Regions from separate parts of the Mus musculus genome. Here region 1 is linked to region 2. A link is a contact called in public HiChIP or PLAC-seq data. All regions are on one chromosome and are shown on one strand. Each heading gives the region's core, a stretch centred on a gene start, on an enhancer-like site or on the middle of the called end of the contact. The rest is flanking DNA. Distances are from core to core; before and after follow the strand shown.

What was found. HiChIP or PLAC-seq counts read pairs in DNA pulled down with a chosen protein or histone mark.
Region 1: an H3K27ac HiChIP or PLAC-seq map of embryonic stem cells shows a contact between it and region 2, with 6 read pairs. The contact joins the enhancer-like site here to the promoter of Prokr1 in region 2. A contact is called at or near these places in 8 of 39 promoter capture datasets (the 3T3-L1 cell line, the C10 cell line, the HPC-7 cell line and 4 more), 5 of 484 Hi-C or Micro-C datasets (DN3 thymocytes, the HPC-7 cell line, embryonic fibroblasts and 2 more), 3 of 115 datasets of contacts at active chromatin or transcription factors (embryonic stem cells and extraembryonic endoderm stem cells) and 3 of 9 other capture datasets (adipose tissue, liver and pancreatic islet).

Annotation. Positions count from the first base shown.
Region 1 is chr6:87,623,808-87,630,947 of GRCm38.p6, forward strand. It overlaps Aplf (aprataxin and PNKP like factor), which reads right to left. Exons shown (of 10, transcript NM_001372332.1): 10 at 4,618-6,368. The coding sequence ends at 6,187. Among named protein-coding and RNA genes, the nearest start is that of Gm46964, 11 kb to the right of the region's middle. Within about 2 kb of position 5,369, at least 9 of the 459 cell types and tissues checked have an H3K27ac peak or open chromatin away from gene starts, as enhancers often do. A contact at or near this core is called in embryonic stem cells, where this site is marked.
Region 2 is chr6:87,586,396-87,594,009 of GRCm38.p6, forward strand. Prokr1 (prokineticin receptor 1) reads right to left here and starts at 4,348. Exons shown (of 3, transcript NM_021381.4): 1 at 4,206-4,348; 2 at 1,982-2,611. The coding sequence starts at 2,466.

The DNA of each region.
Region 1 (7,140 bases), core at 4,119-6,618, 38 kb after region 2:
TTGCCTCTTCCGAGGCCTCAGGCTGGTTGGTGAGCCTTGAGGTTTCTTCAGGACTGGACCAACGCTGCCTGTTTGGTTTGTGTGTGGTATTTGCTGCCAAAGACTGGACTGCAGCTGCTGGTTTGAGTTGGTGTTTGCCATGGGACTGAACTGTGAGAAAGAAGATTGTGTTCACCCCCAAAGACCTATTGCTGAACAGGCCCACTTCCCCCATATCCTAAATAACTCTCCTCTTCCACTACCTCTGCTGGGTGGTGGGCTAGAAGAGAGGTTGAGTGTTTATTAAAAGTAGATTACAAAAAAATTTCTGCCTACAGCTTTTCTTTTTGCATTATTTCATTGCTTGTTTTCCTTTCCCCAATTAGTACAGATAGATATTTCTTGGTGTGTTCATCTTAATAGTGAGCTTCAAATGTGTCTGTAGGACAGCTTCCTAAAATAGGAATAGCTGAGGCAAAGACTTCAATGTTACTCGCCATGATTAAATTGACTCATAGAAAGATCTGGCCAATTAGCGATTAGTGTTAAGACACTGAAGATTATAAGTGCTTAGACTGAAATTTTGATGATCAAGAACTGTTTCCTCCTGTCTGCATTTGGTGCTATTGGATGCCTTTGGCCCTCTTCCCCATGTCACCAAACTAAATAATCTTTGCATTTATTCATTCATTCATTCATTCATTCATCCATTTGTTGTTGTTGCTGTTGTAACTTTGTAATTGGCATAAGGGGACAGGTGGCCAAGCATGACTCGTGGGTGCTTCTGGAAACCAGGCTTTATCCTAACCCCCACCCCCAGTTACATGATGGAATACAGGGATCCATTCCTGACTCTGAAATCCCTCGAATCTGCAGCATAAGCCCTGCCAGGTCTGCTGTCTCACTGCAGATGGGGTCGCAGATCAGTCAGTAGGATGTTCTGTGTTCACAGTGAGATCTGCTGTTAAGGTGTTCAGTGCTATCTTCAGATGACTTAAAGAAATGTGAGGCTCCACATTTCCCCACATCTGAAGATTTCTAACGGGAAAGCTATTTTGTGAATTAAGGTTTGGTGAACTACACATACAGCCAGGAATTCAGTGAGCCAAGAGTTGAATATTTCCTATTCCTTGGATCTATTAAGATTTAAAAATCTCTAGAAGTAAATTCTAATCAATTGTGTTTTTCTAAAAGCCATATTCATGTACATCTGAAAACTGACAGAAAACTATATATACCCCTTTGCAAACTTTAAAATATCCCTATTTACAGTTGGAACCCTTTCCATCTCTAACTCTTGTCTTGTGAAGAGTTGTTTATTTTATCGATCATTTCAAAGACTATTTTTTGTTTTATTAATTAAGTCTATTGCTTATTTTAGTCCTTTATCTTCAGATTTTTACTATAGTCTGTCCTGCTTTTCCTGGTTTTATATAGATACTTTTGTCTGGCTTTGGAGGTAAAACACCCAGTTCATTTATTTTTAATCTTTTCTCTTATACATTTAAAACAAAATATCCATCAAGCATATATTTGTGTATCACACAATGTTGTAATTATTTCTAACTTAAAATTTCCATCTGATATTTTTTGCACAAAGATGATTTTATTCAGATTAAAATTTCACATTAGTTAGTGTGGTGATTGATGTTATTAAGAGAATCTAGAATCTCCCTTCTCCATCCCTTCCTTCATCCCTTGAGATCCTGGTACGTATAATGGAGGATGACCATTACAAGCATCCACTTCCTGTTTCTTGAGTGACTATAGATACGATGAGATCAGTTCCTGTTGCCCCAGCTTCTCCATGATGAACAACTGTGTACTGTTGAACTCTGAGCCAGGATAAACCCTCTTCTTGCGTTGTTTTTGTCTGTGTGTATTCTATTGCAGCAACAGGAAATGGAATAAGGACAGGTTTATTTTTCTCATCCTCTAGGTGTTTGTTACTGAAGGTCTCCACCATGGGCTCCACAGATCTGGCTCTCCACTTCACATATCTGAGTTCTCTGGTTACAGCGAGCTGGTAGTGAGAAGCTGAGCTCACACTTAATAAAGTTTAAAATGTAAGATTAATATAGGATGCTGATGAAAGCCTTGAACGTATAGTTTGGTTTCAAAGAAGTCTTGCTACAGCTCCTATCTTTATCATGAAAATGAATATCTCCCAGATTAATGCTAAGCTTTGGTGCCATTTTCCTTTGAGATGTCCTTACTGCTGGGACTGTGCTGCTCACTGGCGACCCACATAAGAGGCTCACTCTGTCTGTCCTCTGTCCCCTTCAACATCATCACATCCTTGATGTCAGACTACGGTGTGAAGGTCTATTTGTTTACCACTAGTACCAGTGCTCATCTGAAAAATTCTGACCTAAAGGTTGGTGATGGAGCACAGCACTTCATTAAAATTTCTTCAGAAGGAATTGTATTGCACAACCAAGTTGAAACCCAGTTTTAATAAATGTAAGTTAAAGCTATATACATAATAACAATTAAAGAAATAGAAGCCACAAATTTGAAAAACCAAGGGGTGGGGTTGGTACAAAGGTTTGGGGGGGAAGAAAGGGCAGGGGAAATCATTATATCAGGTACTTTTCTGTGGCTGTGATAAAAAGCATGACCAAAGCAACTTAGGGAGGAAGGGTTTATTCGGGCTTATAGTTCTGGAGATTCGGGGTCCATTACCACCACCCTGGTAGGGTGGGGAGCATAGGAGCAGGCAGACAGGCAGGTCACTGAGGCAGGTCACTGAGGCAGCATCTGAGAGCTCACAACCAGATCCACAAGCAGGAAACAGAATACAGCCTGGGGATGGCAGAAGGCTTTTGAAACCTTGAAGCCCATCCCCAGAAACATATCTCCTACAAGACCACACCTCCTGACCCCTCCTCCACCCCCAAATCTTCTACCAAGTAGAGACCAAGTATTCAAACATAAGAGTCTATGGGGGCCGTTCTCATTCAAACTACCACAACAACGTGATTATATTTTAATTTTAAAAGTTAAAAATCTAAGTTAAATGCCAACTATAGTAAAAATATTCATTCCTTGACAATCACATCTTTTAAAATCTTCCTTTTCACCAGTCCCTGCATTCTCATTGTTACAATGCAATGAAAAAGTGTCCCAAGATCAAGGCTGGAACAGTTTAAATCCACTGACTACGCCGTTAGAGAACAAGGCACTTAACTGACGTTAGGGAAATTAATTTTAAAAAGCAAGCTTTTAAGCTGGGCATGGTAGTGTAAACCTTTAACCCCAGCATTCAGGAGCAGAGATGTACATTTCTGTGAGTTCAAGGCTAGCTTGGTCTCCATAGTGAGTTCTAGGACAGCCAGGGCTACACAGAGAGACCTCAAAAAGAAAAAAAAAAGTCTTTAAATAGTGCTTTTGAACTGGGGGTGTGGCTCAGCTATTAGAGTATTTGCATAGGGCCCAGGATTTAATTCCTAGCACTGTATAAGTCAGGTGTTATGGCACGTGCCTAAAATTCCAGTACCCATGACATGTAGAAAAAACAAAAAACAAAACAAAAACCCTGCTCTATTGCAGACCACTCTCAGCTTCAGAGACTCTAACGCTGACTCACCTTTTCACGTGTGTCCTCCTTCACTTTGGCTTACTGTCACTGTCCAGTTCTCACCCGTAATCTTACAATCTTGGTATTTCTCAAATAGTAACTTTATACTCATCAGCAGCCTCCCTACCCACCTACCAAGGCCCTTAACAACCTCTGCTCTGTCTCCAAGGGTTTGCCCATTTTAGACATCTTATACCAGCACGTTTTTAAGGACCACACCGTGGCCCATATCAGAGCCTCACTTCTTGTTATGGCCAACTGTTCCACTGTGCCCTTAGTAGGCTCTTTACTCACTCACTGGCCAACAGGCACTTGGCACATGTAATGTCTGACTACAAAGACTAATGCTCTGAAGGGGCGACCTACAGTTCAATGGATGCGTTTTCAACATCCTTGAATTTATACTGAGTGGAAGGGTTAAAGGACCCCTTAAAGATTGAGTCAGTGCAGGATGGGAAGAAGTCAAGGACTCACAGGTTCACCAACCCCTCCACAATAGAAGGTGTGAGTGTTAATCTTGCTTTGTCACTTGACTGGACCTGGGGTTAGCTAAAACCTGTGCCTCTGGGCAGGGCTGTGAGGGTGTTTCCCTGAAGGACGGACTTGGAAATGGGAAGAGACCCTCCCCGAGGGGGCTGCCACCCAGAGGTTCGTGCAGATCTAAAGCAGCGGGAGGGCTGCGCTGCTTCTGCCACATGCATGCCCTGCCCTGCCTGCTGGTGAACACGGCAGCCCTACTTCTGCCCCTGTGCGATAGATATCCTAGGCCAGCACATGCGATCTCACTTCTTTGCCTTTCCAATGTGCAACAAGGACCAGCGGCTCTCCTGAATCCGCTAGGCCGCCATACCAGATTGGACTGCTGAGGACTTCTCTCAGCCTCATGCACTGGGCAGCTGCTAGCGCTCTGCCTCTTCAGGGTGAAGCCATACGGACTACCCAGCCCTCCTCACGTCAGCCAATCTAAGAAATCCCTGTAGCATACATACTATCAGTTCTGCTCTTCTAAAGAACCTGATACGGAAGGGAAAACAAGTTTGCAAATAAGCCACAGCAACTGATAATAGAGAAATATTTATTCTGTCTTTCTTCAGTTTAAGTAAATTTAACCCTGTGCAATTACATGGAGAGACTCACAAATACGAAGAAAGCATGTGGCCCCTTTTGTTCTAAGATGTGCATTTTATTTCCTCTTGAGTGAAGAATGACAAGGAGCTTCTGGCTCACTGCTTTCTTGCGTGCGCCCAACTGGCCAGGAAGAACGACGCTGCAACAGGATCTTTCTGCACACGTTTATTCAGTCCTGTTTCTTCTTGTTTATATCTCCCTTGTTTATATCTCCCTTGTTTATATATCTCCCTTGTTTTTATATCTCCCCCGAACCCTGGGCCTCTCACTCCTTTTATACTCTCTCTCATCCATGCACCGCAGGCCACGCCCCCTCGCCAGTCACGAGGCTTCAGCTAATCAGGGCAGCAGGGGCAAATCTCCACCAAATTGGATTCACCTGTATCCTGGTACACCTAAGCAGCACTCAAGATGTTTGTGTCTTATATGAGGAAGTCAGGTGAAAGTCATATGACTTAGCTGCAGTCCCTGGCGCCTTTGGGACTGCCGCCACACCCGCTCCCCACACTGCTTCACGAGCTGATGTACCCCAATCTGCAGACTGCTCAGAGGGAAGCTGGCCTAAAACCAGACATGCTCCATCCTTGGAGCAGAGGCTTCTTCAGAGGCCAGAACCCTATCCACAGCAGAGAACGCACCTCTCAGGTGACCCTCTGAGAAGACAGTGGCTTGAAGCTTCTCGTGTCCTCAGTGTAAAGGTGCACAGAGCAAGCAAAGGAGTCGGGCGGGGCATGGTGTGGGCGGGGCATGGTGTGGGCGGGGCATGGTGTGGGCGGGGCATGGTGTGGGCGGGGCATGGTGTGGGCGGGGCATGGTGTGGGCGGGGCATGGTGTGGGCGGGGCATGGTGTGGGCGGGGCATGGTGTGTGCAGGGCGGTGTGAGAGCCACACAAGGGCTCCGCAGTCGTCTTCTTTATACTCTCACAGATATACATACGCAGTTGTGGATGCACAAAAACCATTTCCTTGCAAGGCGAGTACTGCTGCCCTATAGGTTAACAGGATCATTTTCAGCACCTATTTGTTAATAGTCTTCCCAGGATTCAAAGGACAAAAGCCGTAAATGAAATCACAAAGCCACATCTAATATATTAGAGACGTGGCACACTGCTGGCTGTCATTTGTTCAAGTCTAGCTTTGTGGGGCCTCTTTCAACAGCAGTGTGGGGTTGTGCTCTTCCACTTTTCTGTAATCACCTGGCTAAGCTTGCAGGGAGCTCTATAAAGACCTCAGGGCAGAAGATCAAAGGTTTGTACAACCTATGGCTTTTTATTCGCAGTATGTAAAGTATTTAGAAAATATCAGACTGCCCAACCTCTTTACCTGCTTTCACTGATGGATACATTAAATAGGCACCAAAATAGGCAATAGCATACATCCACCTATTTCACTGAAGGCTGGTGTTTCAATGTTTCAAGTGCAAAGAACTATTAAAAGAAAAAAAAAATGAGTATGTTTCCCACAGAGAAAAAAAGCAAATGTGAGTCATTGCAGAAACGCTACTTTTTCCTTCTCATAAACCTTTTTGCTTCTTTCAAAAGCTCATCCACATCTTCCTGCTCCTCATCGTCCTTTCCTGGGTGCCAATCAGAATCTTCATCTGTCGGCTCATAGTCTTCCTCGTCCTCATCGTCACTGGGTTGCCCGACATCATCGTCATCTTCATCCAGAGCAACTCTGGCTAAAAAAAAAAAAACAGAATATTGACAAACCACAGCAGTCACTACTCAGCCTGGGTTAGGGATGTCTCTATTAGAATGTCTACCTTCAGCAAGACTTTATTAATATATACCTTACTACTGTAAATTTATTAATATATACCTTACTACTGTAAGTTTATTAATATATACCTTACTACTGTAAGTTTTAGAACAGACAAGAAAGTGATCACTTGTTTCTTATTGTCCTAACTCTCCACAATGAGGTCCTCTCAGTCCCTCCTGAGAGGGTCATTCTCCCGTCCCCACTGGCTTGGCCACAGCAAGTGCCACCTGTAAGCAGATGCTTGGAAACGGAGTTTAAGAACCAACCTGGAAGCTTCTCTGGAAATCTCAGCGGCAGGGGCGATCCCCAGCTGCAGGCCATCAAGTCATCAAGTCTGGAAAGTCCCAGCAGGCCTGGAGTCTCTCCAGGTTGTTCCAGGTCCCGTCTAACTTTAATCTGATCTTGGACCCCAAACGGCTGTAGGAAAAGACTTCCTGCCAGATCCCCCACCTCTGTTCTTTCTGACTCTTCCCGACCCTGACTGATCTGTCCACGCAGAGTACTTCACAGTTTGTGGGGAAGATGGCTTAGGGCTTCTCTGCTGTTCTAGATGCTCAACTTCTCTATTGCCTGCAAATCCTTTACTACTCTATAATCTCTCTGATGTTTTAAAAACATTATTTTAAATGTTTTAGCTAGTTTTTTTAAAGTATTAACACCTGCACTTTTGTGCAGAGTTTTGTTGTGTT
Region 2 (7,614 bases), core at 3,098-5,597:
AGCACCCGAGACAAAAAAAGGAATGACTCCTGGGCCACAAAACTGTAGGTGATAGCAACACAGTTAAATAAAAAAAAAACATTCGGGGCAAAGATTAACAAATATCAGTTTAAACAACAGAAACTTACTGTGCTGGGTCAGTTAGTCACCTAAGACTGAGGAAGGTCTGGGCCAGTAGCTGGGTCTTTTCTCCCACATCTGTGCAGATTTCCAACTGGAAGCCCACTCTGAGCACCAATAGCTCTTCCCAGGGCAAAGTGTGACCTGATCCATCTCTCTCAATGTCTCGTCTGCTCCTTGCAGAGAGAGACACACACACCTTGTTTCAAAGCAGCTGAGTCTGGTGTGAAAGTGGAATGTGCACTTGATCTGTATTGAGGCTATTGGACCTGTGTTGTGGCTGATCAATATCTGTGTTAATCGTACCCCAGTATTCCTCGGCTTATCCTGGCTTCTTTCCCCCACAGTTGTTGGCCCCCCTCAGTGGTGAATGAATCTCATGCAGGGACAGGACAGACTCCCATTGATCCCACTTCCAGTAGCCAAGAGCATCTTCCGAGTAAAGCTATGTCCGTCAGGAATGTGAAAGCCCAGGAAAGGAGCCCACATATTTTGTCCTGTTCCACAAGGCAGCATTTCCATTTTCAGAGGAGGTCAGAGAGCAGCAAAGCTGCAGGAAGCTGCCCTGGGCAGCTCTGAAAGTCACTTGGTAAGCAGGTACTTGGCTGACTGTACCCTCCACTAGGCTGACTTATGTTCCTTGACTATGTGGCTCAGTGCTCCAGGGTCAGCGACTTATATTGAGGACCTCAACATACCCACTGTGGTGCCAGACCAATGTCCAGCCAGCTGCTGACTCTCAGACATCCTTCTCTGGGGAAAGGAGGCAGGAGCTCTGCTCCTCAGTGGTCGTAAAGCCAGGCTCTTTGGTGTCCCTTTCCTTCGAAGCTGACCTTTCTCAGGTCATCCTACCCCCAGCTGTATTCCAGCAAACTTGCTGTGACTTTGAGCCCAAGTCAGACACCCCAGGGCCCCGAGGCCATGGAACAAGGAGAGCCTGTGCTTTAGGCTCCCTGGATGATGAGAATGGCAAATTGTTCATGTCAAGGAACAGGGGAAGCCTGACTAATCCCTCAGGGAAGCTGTTCATAGACCATAACAAGGTGCTTTGTAACTAGAGTCAAAAGCACAAAGAAGCTTGCAAAGATTCCCTAAAATCATGGTGATCCTGGCCCATTAGCACAAGTGTATGCAAACTGAAACATCTAGGAATAAGAAAGGCACGCAGACTTGGTGTGCCAGGGCTGGCTGGTATTCATCCATAGGAGGCCTCCCCTTTTTGGAGGAGTAGATGGGGGTGGGGTGGGGGAGGACTAGGAGAAGAGGAGGGAGGAGAAACTGTGGTCAAGTCGGAAAGTTAATTATTTTAAAAAAGAAAGACATGCAGAGGCTCCTCTCCCAGTCTCTCTCCCCATCACTAGAGCAGATCTTGTACTGTAGCATGATGTGTGGGGTGTGAGGTGGGATTAAGTCACCATTAACAAAAGCCAGCAAATACAAGCTCTCTTTCTGCCCCACCTTTTTGTTCAAACCAACTCCTTCAATTTCATTTAAGAAAGTTAGTACTGGGAGAAGGTCTAGATGAGTTAGGAAATTCCCTCCAGACTCTCATGGTCCTGCAAGAAGTAACTCCTTATAACTTAGTCTTACCCCTCAACACTTCCTCCTACCTGTCTAAGTTGAGATCGGGCACATCTAGGAGAACATCCACAGAGACTGATCAAAGACTTCCCTATTGCCTAACTTCAGGCTTCAGCTGCCTCCAGCCCTGACTACCACTAGATGTCCAGTCAGTAGGCTTTTGAGTCCCCATGGTTCCCATTTATGGGTAATACAGTCACATGTCATCAGCACGCAACTATAGGAAAGGGAGAGGCAAGGCCAACACCCCCTTCTCTCTGTTCCTCTGTGTGGTACTCACCTGTCAATGGCAATGGCCAGTAGGGCGTTAGTGGAGACGTAGAGGGAGACGGTACGCAAGTAGTTGACAGAGGCGCACAGGACATGACCATGCTCCCAGGAGAGCTGGCGCACCACATAGTAGTCCATCTCAAAGGGGCAGCACACGATGGCCACGAGGAAGTCTGAAATGGCCAGGTTGGCGATAAGCAGGTTGGTGAGGTTGCGGAGCTTTTTGTAGCGGGCCAGGGCAGTGATAAAGATGAAGTTGCCGATGCCACACACTAGCATGATACCCACCAAAGCCATGCCAATGACAATCTTGGCAGCAAAGAAAGTCCGAGAATTGGTCACATCTTCCTCTTCATCCAGGGGCATGTCATAGTCACCGTAGCTGAAAGTGAATGGTAACGAGCCGGTTTGGGCTTCATGGCCATCGAGTGCAGAAAAGAAGTCGGTGAAGGTGTCTGTGGTATTCTCACCCAGAGCCCCGACAGTGGTCTCCATCTAGGCAGGTGCACACCCCTGGAGCAGTCCCACTGGCATCCGCAAGGTTGACGACTCCTCTCTGCAAGCACTTGGCTCTCCCTCGGTGAGTCAGATCTTTCCAGCCAGCATCTGCGGGACCCGGTATCTGAGTTCCATTTTCAACCTTCGAAAGACATACACACAATTGGTTACATGTTGGAGGGAACTTTGGATGAGTTTAAAATCATCCTGAAACCTATGCAGACCCATTAGCCACCTGCTCACGGCACACACAGATAATGGAGTGGAAGAAAGGGCCAGTGAGAGAACCCAGGAGAATGCAAACCACATATCCACTCAGCCGGGGAAGGCTGGAGGGCCGGGAAGACAGGCTCCAGCTCCATTTATTTCCACTCCAATGAAAACCAAAAAGCTATGCTCTTCCTCAAGCTGCGAGGGTGAGACGGTGGAACGCAGAGGAGGCCTGTCCTAAACCCCAATCCCTGTGTGAACACCTGAACTTTGTCCTTGTGGACAGCCCCATTCTGAGGTAGCAATAGCTGCTTCCCACAGCTGGAAAGAAAGGACTCGTCTTGGGGCTCAGCATAGCACAACTGCAAATTCACAGAGCCCTGAACACAGAGAACCGAACCTGGAGCCTCCGTTTACAGAGCCCTCCTACTGGAAGGCTTCTGCAAGCTTCCTGTGTCCCTGTCAAAAACCTGCTGTGGCTCTACAAGCTTGGCACACTATGTGCCAAGGCTCGTCCTAGTCGAAGGTCACAGTCACAAGCTGTCACTTAACCCAGAGGGCTAGAAGGGAAACCTGAGAGCAAAACCCCTTGGTGAGAGGTGTGTCCTCAGGTTAACAGCTTAAACACGCACGGTTTTCAGTTTAAACACGCAGGGTTTTAACATCCTCCAGGCAGATCGATACTGTCTGTAAAGATCAGAGCTGTTGGAGAGGCAGTGAGTGCTATGCCCCAGAACCACCCAAGTCAGTGCTCAGGCCTCCAGGCCAGCTGCAAGGAAGGGAGGGAATCCTGGACTAAAGACCAGCATCCCGCAGGGCAGGGATGGGGAGAGAGGGTCTGTCAGTAGTGAATCTCCCTCCTGACTTTTCCTTACACCTCTCCCAAGGCATCAGGCCAGGGAACTGGATATGGGAGAAGATCGGGGTCTGGAGTACACCCTAAATGTCAGAAGGAAATAAAATTGCTCAATCTGAGATCCTGGGAAAGGGAGGAAGTAAGTTGTCCCCAAGATTTGCCCCAAAAGCCTGCTGCCCAGTGATAAGGGGGCAGGGCTGAAGTCCCTCCGCACCCCAGGAGGTTCGTCCCACCTGAGCCCTCTCACAGTTCTTTCGTAGGCTTTGCCCTTCTCTCCTGGTCAGCTCAGCCCCCCCCCCCCCCCCCAGCTCTGCTCCCATTAGATAAGAGGCAGAAGGCAGAGCTGAGAGGCCAGCAGACGCTGCCCGGAGCCCAGGCTCATCCCTTCTGAGGGGTACCTCTACAAGCATGCTGCCAGCTCGGCTCAAAGTTAGGATTTAAAGAAACGGTCCAGAATCGCCTAGGAGAGAGAGACGGTTGGAGGACTTGTCCCCTGGTCTTTCCTGGAATTGTTCTCGCCCTGGGGAGCAGCCCACTACCTTATGTCCTCTGCTGCTGGGGCTGCAGTCCCCAAGGACCCTCTTCATTCACCTAAGGCTGTGAGCGGGCAGTCTAGGCTCCGTCCACCCTCTACACGTGGTTCTCAGAGCGTCTCCGGGGCTGTCGGTACCTGCGAACCAGAGCGAGGATCTCAGACGCTCCTCCGGAGCTCTGCAGCAAGGGCTAGGAGCACCTCTGTCTTCTGAGGGTCTTTCCGTGCTCGAGTGGCAGCTGGCCTCCTACTACTTCGGCGGACGGACACACTGAGCAGAGGCTAAGGCCAGCCAGCCCCGCCCACAGCACGCTGTCTCCGCCCCGCCCCGATGTTCCCGCCCATATTCAGTGATCTCCCTCCTGCTGTCTCTCCACTTTCCTCTCCCTTCTGTTCCCATCTTTCACTCTCTATCCCTCACTCTGGGGACAGGTCCCTAAGTCGAGTGGAACTGAGGATGCTGAAGTGTCAGGATGCAGAATGTGTGGCTCCGTGTGTCGCCTGAGCACCAACTCTAAGGCGACCCTGCATGGTGTGACCAGGCTCTGCCTTTCTTGAGCCCCTGGCACCTCGAGTTCACTGGCCCATTGCCGCCCGAGTGGGCGGACTGGTCACGGGAGCTTGGCGCCTTCAAAGGACAGAGAATCCCTTCCCCTGCTGTTCTCCCTGGCTGGGAGCGCTCAGACCTCACCCCTGGGCTTATCTCTGCAGCCCTCAGCTGAGAGCATTGTCTGCTGCCTGGCCTCTGTGGTAAGCTCTTAGGGATTTCTGGAGAATGGATTCAGGAAGGAAGCCTCTATGCCATGTCTGCTCAGCAGCATGACCAGGTTTCCAAGTGTTAAATAGGAATCACCATGCAGCCAGCAATCCCATCTAAAATACACGACTGGAAAAAAAATTGAAAGCAGGAATTTAGGTATGTGTACACCGATCCCCACAGCAGCTCTAGTCACTGTCATCAAAGGGCAGAAGCAACACAATGTCAATCAACTGATACAAAGAAAACAAAGGAGTGTGTGCATATCTTCGCAGTTTACTAAGCCTTCAATGTGTGTGAACTGTAACAGGTATAACTCTCGTGTGCAGTGGCAGAGGTGTAAAATGGCGTGGCAGCTGTGGGAAATAGTACAATGCTTCCTCAAAAGAAAAAAAAAAAAAAAAAAAAAAGGCTTTCCCTACCACCCAGCATCTCCACTCCAGGTAATTCCTTAAAATCAAATAAATACAGGGTCTCAAAAAAATCAAATAAATACAGGGTCTCAAAAAAATCAAATAAATACAGGGCCTCAAAGAGATGTTTGCAAATTCTGTTACAGTGTGGGCAGCCCTGAAGCCACGTGTATTAATTATTTTCCTCATTGCTGTAACCAACACTGGACAAAACCGGCTTGTCAAAGTAAGGGTGAGGTTAAGAAAGGATGCAATCAAAACACAAGAAAATCAAGAAGAGGGAAGACCAATGAGTGGATACGTCATTCCTCCTTAGATTAGGGAACAAAATACCCATGAAAGGAGTTACATCGACAAAGTTTGGAGCTAAGACGAAAGGATGGACTATCCAGAGACTACCCCACCCGGGGATCCATCCCATAATCAGCCACCAAACCCAGACACTATTGCATATGCCAGAAAGATTTTGCTGAAGGGACCCTGTTATAGCTGTCTCGTATGAGGCTATGCCAGTGCCTGGCAAATACAGAAGTGGATGTTCACAGTCATCGATAAGATGGAACACAGGGCCCCCAATGGAGAAGCTAGAGAAAGCACCCAAGGAGCTGAAGGGGTCTGCAACCCTATAGGTGGAACAACAATATGAACTAACCAGTACTCCCAGAGCTTGTGTCTCTAGCTGCATATGTAGCAGAAGATGGCCTAGTTGGCCATCACTGGGAAGAGAGGCCCATTGGACTTGCAAACTTTATATGCCCCAGTACAGGGGAACGCCGGGGCCAAGAAGTGGGAGTGGGTGGGAAGGGGAGCAGGGCGGAGGGAGGGTATAGGGAACTTTCGAGATAGCATTTGAAATGTACATAAAGAAAATATCTAATAAAAAATAAATTAAAAAAGAAAGAAAAAATAAAACAAATAGCACTAAAAAAGAAAAAGAAAAAGAAAAAAAAAGGATGCAATCCACCATAGCAGGGACGGTGTGGCCACTGGAGTGTGGGGCGGCCAGTTGAGCTGCATCTGCAGTTAGGAAGCAGACAGAGATAAACACTAGTGCCCAGCTAGTTTCTCCTAGTCACTCCTCGGAGTCCTCAGCCTGTGGAATGGTGGTGTGTACATTCAGGACTAGTCTTCTTTCCTCAGTTAAACCTTCCTAAAAACATCCTCATTGGCATGCCCAGAGGTTTGTCTCTTAGATAATTCTAAATTCCATCAGGATAACAGCAAGAGTGAGTAACCAGCAGAAGACCACCCAACTTGATGCCCAATTATATCACTTTAAAATTTCAATACTCCATGCTTGGTTCTCAAAGGTTCATGGCTGCCAGGTGGTGGTGGCGCACACCTTTAATCCCAGCACTCGGGAGGCAGAGGCAGGCAGATTTTTGAGTTCGAGGCCAGCCTGGTCTACAGAGTGAGTTCCAGGACAGCCAGGACTACACAGAGAAACCCTGACTCGAAAAACCAAAAGGAAAAAATAAATAAAAAAAAAAAAAAGAGGAAAGGTTCGTGGCCATCTCATAAAACAAAATGTATTCACCACCCCAACTTCAGAAGTCCTCATAGTCTCTAACAGTCTCTTCTAAGACCTGGGCAATCCCTTTAGTGTGAGCTCCTGAGCTCCTGTTTTTGTTGTTTAAGTTGTATAGCTCTAATTTACAACGGCATAGGGTAAACATATCCATTCCCAAAGAGGGACAGTAAAGAATGATAAAGCAATACTGAAACTCCGGCAGAGCAAACACCAAACTTTGCATCTCCATACCTGGCGTCTGGGACTTGGTGTATCACCATGTGGCTACCAATGGGCAGAGACAGCTGGGATGGCTATTCTTGGTTGTCAACTTGGCTATATCAGGAATTAACAAAAAACCCAAGTCTCTGGACACAACTGTGAGGGGCTTTTAGCTAATTGGATCGTTTGAGCTAGGAAGACCCACCTTGAATCCAGATCACTTGAGGTGGGAAGACTCACCCCACTCCTGTTATCACACAATCTGTATTAGTCATGGTTCTCTGGAGGAATAAAACTAATAGAATGGCTCTCTTTCCATATAAATACTTTAATGTATATATCATATAAATATATATCATACACACATATACGTATATGAGGGGTGTATTGGAGTGTTTTCTAGGCTGTGGTCCAGCTCATCCAATAATGTCTGTCTATGGACAGACGACCGCTACAGGAGACAGGGAAGGAGACTTTGCTCTTGCTTCTTCACCCTTGCTCTGGGTTTCCTGGCATTGCAGCATACTTCTTTATGATTCTGGCTTATACTGAAGACTCGCTGAGACATCCAGCCTTCTGGACTGTCCTATTGCCTCAAAAAGGTGTGGCCCAGGTTTAGGGTGGGTTTTCTGACCTCAAATGGTC